Regions from separate parts of the Mus musculus genome. Here region 2 is linked to region 1. A link is a contact called in public Hi-C data. All regions are on one chromosome and are shown on one strand. The core of a region is the stretch at or near the end of the contact, and the rest is flanking DNA. Distances in the headings are between cores, read along the strand shown. Region 1 holds the start of Gabrb1 (gamma-aminobutyric acid (GABA) A receptor, subunit beta 1). Region 2 overlaps Gabrb1 (gamma-aminobutyric acid (GABA) A receptor, subunit beta 1).

Region 1 (3,395 bases), core at 731-3,230:
TGGGTTCTAGAAAAGCAACAGGCAATTCCTTCCCTGGGAACTCTCACAATTAGAAAAGGGCTTCTCAGGGTGAATGGAAACAACCAACAACACAAGAGGCTGCTCTGACTTGAATCCCTTTTACCACAGCCCCAGAGAAAAGAAGTGCTATGAAGACGGGGGGGGGGGGGGGGGGGGGAGGAAAAGAGGGAGGGAGGGAGGAAGGGAGGGAAGGAGGAAGGGAAGAAGGGAGAGAAGGATGGTAAAGTGTAGATCCCTTAAAATTAATGACTAAAATAAACCAGCCCTCCCCCACCTCAGTCCTATTAATCATCAGATCTCTATTTTTTCTGCCCAGATTTCTAGACGAAAGCCAAGTCATATGACTCGCCGATTCTCCTCCAACTTAAAACTTTCAAGCTGCAGGAAGACAAACACATGAACCCTTGCATGGGTCCAGAATGCCTAGAAGCAAGCTTGGGCACTTCTGCTGTTAGCAATCCTGAACTGTTCATCTCAGCCTGTTGCTCTTGCCACACACTGCGCTGGATTCTGTGGTAGGGAGGGGACACTCGCGAGCCCAGCCAGCCTGGTGGCTGAGATGGGTGGGTTGGGGCTTTCAGGCTGCTCAGCTGTGGAGATTTTGGGGCTCTTGTCTGGCCACAGCTGGCTGCGAACCCCTGGTCCGGGGGAACCCACTGTACACCACTTGGCCGCCGGCAGATGGTGCCCTGCACAGCCCGACAGTCGGGGAGACCCGGCTAAAGTAAGGCTCAGACTCCGCCCCAGCCAATCCACCGGCGCAACAGTCCCCCTTCCTTCCCAAAATAGTGCGGAGTACGTCTCCTTCGGAGCACTGCGGTAGCCTGTGTGTGTGTCGAAAATACAAACTGTGGGGCGACCGACAGTGTGTGTACTGGAGTGGGGCGTACGCGCGGAGTGGGGACCCTGGGGACCAGGGCCGAGGTGACCACCAATGAAAAGCAGAGGACGGGGAACTGGTTCATTTCTCATCTGCGTAAGCTCGGCCGGCCGCCGAGCCCTTGGGGAGGCCACTCACCATATTCACTTCCGAGACCATGTCTATGCTGGCGACATCGATCCGCATCCCGACGTCCACCGGGGGCCCTGCCAGGGAGGTGGACCACAGCAAAGACAGTCTTTGAGTGGCAGGGAGCTGAGGGGACATTGGGGGCTTCCCAGATCTTATTACAGACTAAGCAGGCTCCCTCCCTACCCCTTTCCTGTTGTAGGGGACAGCGGGAGAAAACAGGTGTGGGCACACGCGTGATGCAGTGACAGTGCAGAGGGTGTGTCGGCTTGAAGAGAGGGACAGCTCAGCCTGAGGATACGTCCACCTGAGATTGGGGATAGTGCGTGGTGTGTGTGTGTGTGTGTGTGTGTGTGTGTGTGTGTGTGTGTGTGTGTGCGCGCAGGGCGTAGTATTGCACGTTTACAGGAACGGTAAAATGGGGAAGGAGGCATTATATCTGACAGAAAAGGTGAACTAGGGATGGGTAACAGGTTGAAAAAAAAAATGAAGAAGCATTACCTCCAAAGTCCGGCCGCAAGCGAATGTCATATCCTTTGAGCAGTCGGTCCACTGTCTCTTTCACGTATGACATGTTGCTGGGTTCATTGGAGCTGAAGGGAAGAAGTAGGGACCGTATTCAGAAAGATCACAAACTGAAAACAGACATAAAAAAAGATCCAGGCACACCTACCCCCAAATAACAAGATACATGATCCAGCAGGCACGGGAAAATAAAAAATAAAAGAAGAAGAAGAAAATCACCAAGGAAAAAAAAAGAGAGAGAGATTGAAGCAGGCAGCTCACCTGTGTGCACAACAAACCATAGCAACCATCACGGGAAAAGAGAGAAGCCCCAAACTCTCTCGATTTTGTACTGTCCACATTCCTAACTCTGATGAAAGAATTGTCTTTTCTGCGAAGATTCAAGGAATGCAACTTAGTCGGCGGCTGGGCAGTAATTCCCGAATGGACCTGCGCATGCGCAGAGGGTACTCACTACCAAAAGACACCTTGTGCCTTGCAAACAATATTCCTAGTGGAACAGGCAACAGATTTCAATCCCTTTAAAGTTCCTGTCTGAGGTGCTCCGCGTTCTCTGGGTAGTCGAATACAACCTGCTGTCTCTATGCAAAGGAGCCAACGTGCCTGTGTGTGTGTGTGTGTGCCCAGTTTTCCTGAGCTGTGGTTTGCTGTGTTCCTTTCCCTCCTGTCCTAAGCTTGAATTTTTTTCTTTTTCCTTTTCTTTTCCTTCTTTCTTTTCTTTTCCTTCTTTTTTTTTTCTTTTTTAAAACAGGGCTTTCAATGATCTGGCTAAGGCTGTCTGGCATCTTTTGTTGACAGTTATAGAGGTCCTAGAACAAGAAGTCTGGAGATGGTTCTCTGGTTGTCTGTAGAAAAGATGGGGAGGGTGCTGGGGAGGGGAGTGGGCAGAGACTGCCCGGCCGGCCGGCCCGGAAAAGGAGTTTGGGGGTGGGGAGGAGGAAACACAGGGAGGGTTTGGGAGTCTTGTCCTCTCTTCGGAGGTTATGAAGACAGCTGCTTGCTTGTGGAATTGGAGGGGGGGGGGGGGGAGGAGAGAACTGACTAACTTTTAAATGTATGCTTTTCCTTTAGCTCCCATCTCCATCAGTCCACTTGGAATGGGAAGTGAAGAGAAGAAGAATGAAGCAACCCTGGCAATCAATCTTTTTTTCCAGGACCTTTGCTGGTAAATCTTGTAGGTTTTAGTCGCCCAAGCTTTTTGCTTATAACTGTCAGTGTGCTAGCTCCTGTTCTTAATCCCTAAATTGAACACTGAACATCCTCAGTCTAATATGCCTTATGCAGCCCGGGAAAAGCCAATCTTCTTTCAAATAAAGGGAAGTTAGGAAATGCAATTCAGTACATATCACTAAAAAACATGTTAGGTGGTTGGAGATTCTGGGATGGATTCATGCCCTTTGTTAAATAGCATATATCAAGTCTTCATTTGATACTAGGTATTCTGAAACTTAGAGTAAACTTTTCACAAACCCCTTACAAAGATAAGCAAAAAGAAATCACTTCTTCCTGATATTGTCTGTGTAAACTGAAGAATTATTACCAAACCAAGAAGCACTAAAAATTACCTTAGAGGAGAAGAAAAAACAAACAAACAAGCAAACAAAGAACAGAAGACAAAGCTTTTGTCTGGCAAGGAAGGGGAATTCTTCTTGAGGGAGAACAGTATGTACTAAATCTTACAGACTGGAAAAAGTACTTCTATAACTGTATGCAAAAGAGATCCATTGTGGGGGGGGGCGGAGAAAGTGATGGTGGATGATGGGATGTGGAGGAAAGTCGAGGAGATCATTTAGATTCAGGAGACACTGAACATTTAAGTAAGAGTTAATTTTAGAGAAAA
Region 2 (3,800 bases), core at 686-3,185, 370 kb before region 1:
CGACTGACACCATTAACACTTTGTCAGCCTCAGTGACTACAGTCATAGATGAACAGGCCTCAGCTAATGTCAAGATACAGAGAGGTCTCATGCTGGTTAATCAACTCATAGATCTTGTCCAGATACAACTAGATGTATTATGACAAATAACTCAGCAGGGATGTAAACAAAAGTTTCCGGGATTGTGTGTTATTTCCATTCAGTATGTTAAATTTACTAGGGCAGCTAATTTGTCAAAAAGTCTTTTTCAGTATATGTTACAGAATTGGATGGCTGAATTTGAACAGATCCTTCGGGAATTGAGACTTCAGGTCAACTCCACGCGCTTGGACCTGTCCCTGACCAAAGGATTACCCAATTGGATCTCCTCAGCATTTTCTTTCTTTAAAAAATGGGTGGGATTAATATTATTTGGAGATACACTTTGCTGTGGATTAGTGTTGCTTCTTTGATTGGTCTGTAAGCTTAAGGCCTAAACTAGGAGAGACAAGGTGGTTATTGCCCAGGCGCTTGCAGGACTAGAACATGGAGCTCCCCCTGATATATGGTTATCTATGCTTAGGCAATAGGTCGCTGGCCACTCAGCTCTTATATCCCATGAGGCTAGACTCATTGCACGGGATAGAGTGAGTGTGCTTCAGCAGCCCGAGAGAGTTGCACGGCTAAGCACTGCAATGGAAAGGCTCTGCGGCATATATGAGCCTATTCTAGGGAGACATGTCATCTTTCAAGAAGGTTCAGTGTCCTAGTTCCCTTCCCCCAGGCAAAACGACACGGGAGCAGGTCAGGGTTGCTCTGGGTAAAAGCCTGTAAGCCTAAGAGCTAATCCTGTACATGGCTCCTTTACCTACACACTGGGGATTTGACCTCTATCTCCACTCTCATTAATATGGGTGGCCTATTTGCTCTTATTAAAAGGATAGGGGGAGATGTTGGGAGCCGCCCCCACATTCGCCGTTACAAGATGGCGCTGACATCCTGTGTTCTAAGTGGTAAACAAATAATCTGCGCATGTGCCAAGGGTATCTTATGACTACTTGTGCTCTGCCTTCCCCGTGACGTCAACTCGGCCGATGGGCTGCAGCCAATCAGGGAGTGACACGTCCGAGGCGAAGGAGAATGCTCCTTAAGAGGGACGGGGTTTCGTTTTCTCTCGCTCTTGCTTCTTGCTCTCTTGCTTCTTGCTCTCTTGCTTCTTGCACTCTGGCTCCTGAAGATGTAAGAAATAAAGCTTTGCCGCAGAAGATTCTGGTCTGTGGTGTTCTTCCTGGCCGGTCGTGAGAACGCGTTTAATAACAGAAAGCAGCCAAAGTACAGATGGCAAGCATATCTCATGCGAGGTATCCTCCCCAGCATACAGCAGAGGGAGACAGGAAAATCAGGGCAGTGTTCAGGAGGACTTCTAACACGAGTCTCCTCTGTGGTGTAATCCTTCATGCTCAGGGTAGTCCTACAACCCTAAGAAAATATCCCCATGGTCATTTCTTTACATTTATAATTATTCAGGAAAAGTTAAAGTTTGGCTAATTTAGCTCAGTGGTCACAGGCTCATAAGCTAATGAATGGTAGAGGAAAGGGTAGGGGGATATAAAAAGGATCACCAACCTTAAAAAGGAAAAAGACCCCCTTCTCCTCCCCAAGTAGAGCCATGGCTTCAGCATTCTGCTGGCCTTGTTTTGTAGGCTGAGCTGAGCTGAAGATGAAACAGAGAAAAAAAAACAAACAACAAACAAAAAGAAGAGAAATCCAACCTCTCAAACCCAACAACCAACAGCCCAAACCTAGTCCTTTTGAAAGGTTGCTTTGTTTTTTCTGTTCTGGGTCAGAGGGACCTCCTGATGGGGACAGGAGAGGCAGAATCCCTGTGCCCCCAGTCGCTTCCCGGACTCCCTTCTCATGCCCTCTTTGTTCCACTGCTTTGGTTTACTTGGCATATTGAGAACACATTCTGGGCCACACACCAGCGTCTGGATATTATTTTAGAATTTCCTGTTGCCATGGAGTGCGTTGATCACTTGCGTTTTTTTTTTTTTTTTTTCCCTCCATGTTTCTATTTTAGCTCATTCCGACTTATTCTTTAAGATCCTCATCTTTCCTTGTCTTTACTCTCTGGCTCATTTTTTTTTCCTATTCCACTTTAAGAAGAAAATAAATTTTAAACAGACTTTGAAAGAATTTTTTTCTCTGTGTCTAAGTACTGCTTTTAACTTGGATTTTCTTGTTTTAGCTTTTATCTCTCATCCCTCTAACTTTCATGCTTCCAGCTTTTTATCTCACTGGCTCTGGCCCCTTTATGGTTTCTTTATTTATGCTGGTTTTATCTTTAATCTTTTATCCCCCACTTTCATGTTTTTCTCATAAATCTCATTGGTTTTAGTTTCTCTTTCCTTTGGTTTTTCTCCTCTTCCCATGGCTTAGGTATCATTTATATTGAATTTTGTCGTTGTTGGTTAAATTTTGTTTTGTTTTCCTATGTTACCATAGTTTTTAGCCTTAATTTGAGGCTTTGATTTCCCTCAATTTAACTTCTTCTTCTGGTTTTAGCAATTCATCCTAAATTCTTGCTTCTCTGCCCTCTCTTCATATGCTCCTTCTATTTCTTCTTCCAGATTCTTTTAAGGTTCACTTTTGTAGTTACAAGAAGGCTAAAAGCTTGGAGACATGGGGAGGGGGGGGCTACAAACTAAACTTTATGGTTCCATGGCGTTCTCCATTTGGGTTACTACCCTTTCAGGGGGCACTCATTTCAATGAAAGTTACCCTCCTTTGAATCATCACACCAGAATGCTGAAAAAAATTCCCTGCCATGCTACCACATTCTGCTTTCTTTTCTATTGGATGCAATAGGCAGCTGTCTTGTTGCTATTCTTCCCTGTGAAGTCTGCACAATGTCATTTTAGAGCATCTCAGAGGTGAGGTGAATTCATCATTGGGTGAGAAGTAGGCTAGCCTCTTTCCTGCCTTGATCCCAAGAGTGTTGTTGAGATGCCTAGTTTGTGGGACAGACTTTTTGTCTGTCCAGATTCAGTGTGTTCTGGGAAGCTAGCCAAGATTGGTTCTCATGCCTGTTAGCCCCATCAAGGTGAGAATCTGTGATATACTTATTTTCTATTTGGGTTTAATGGTGACACACTCTCTGGCACTCTAAGTACCAACTCTGCTGGAAGGTCTTGAAGGAGCTTGATTGCCATCATCAAGAAAGAACAGGATGGCTTCCTTTGGGTCATTCTCTCAAGATGGACTTCTTTACTTTAATGGGAATTGACCCTCCAGCTCATCCATAGTAACTTTCCAAAGGACAAAAATCCAACAACACATCACATTTCTGTTCTATTTTAGTGACCTTGGGACCAGAATCATAGAGGGTTTTAAGATGCTTCCTTTCAAATGGCATCCTAAAATTGACATTAGAAAGTAGCCATGGCTTTTCTTCCCTGAGAGGTCTCATACTATAGCCTAAGCTAGTCTGAAATTTGCTATGTAGCCTAGGCTATCCACAAATGACAACTCTCTTCCTTTGTTCTCTCCAGTGCTGTAACTATGGTGAAGAGCCACCACACTCAGCTTAGAAAAGTGTTCATGTCTCTTTCCTTTTAATCCTATGATGTAGCATTGTGCAGCTAGAGTGGGATTCAAAAACCAGGCAAGTAAGATAGAAGATGGACCGATGCTCAGACCAAGCACAAATACTTTCTGTCCAAATAACTCCAACCACAAAAGCTTATCTAATCTCTAGTCAATGCCATAGAATGTGCTATTCTACAATATGGAATCCAGAGGATAGAGGGAAATCAGATTCA

What was found. Hi-C and Micro-C count contacts between places; a contact is called where the count stands out from the background.
Region 2: a Hi-C map of cerebral cortex shows a contact between it and region 1, with 3 times the contacts expected there. The contact joins the enhancer-like site here to the promoter of Gabrb1 in region 1. A contact is called at or near these places in 1 of 39 promoter capture datasets (liver), 1 of 484 Hi-C or Micro-C datasets (cerebral cortex), 1 of 115 datasets of contacts at active chromatin or transcription factors (forebrain) and 1 of 9 other capture datasets (embryonic stem cells).

What each region holds. Positions count from the first base shown.
Region 1 is chr5:71,698,517-71,701,911 of GRCm38.p6, reverse strand. Gabrb1 (gamma-aminobutyric acid (GABA) A receptor, subunit beta 1) reads right to left here and starts at 1,980. Exons shown (of 9, transcript NM_008069.5): 1 at 1,817-1,980; 2 at 1,532-1,623; 3 at 1,040-1,107. The coding sequence starts at 1,896. Gm38562 (a long non-coding RNA gene) reads left to right here and starts at 204. Exons shown (of 4, transcript XR_868471.1): 1 at 204-241; 2 at 338-536; 3 at 2,627-2,720.
Region 2 is chr5:72,067,171-72,070,970 of GRCm38.p6, reverse strand. The region is part of intron 5 of Gabrb1 (gamma-aminobutyric acid (GABA) A receptor, subunit beta 1); the gene reads right to left. Among named protein-coding and RNA genes, the nearest start is that of Commd8, 99 kb to the left of the region's middle. Within about 2 kb of position 1,935, at least 24 of the 459 cell types and tissues checked have an H3K27ac peak or open chromatin away from gene starts, as enhancers often do. A contact at or near this core is called in cerebral cortex and forebrain, where this site is marked.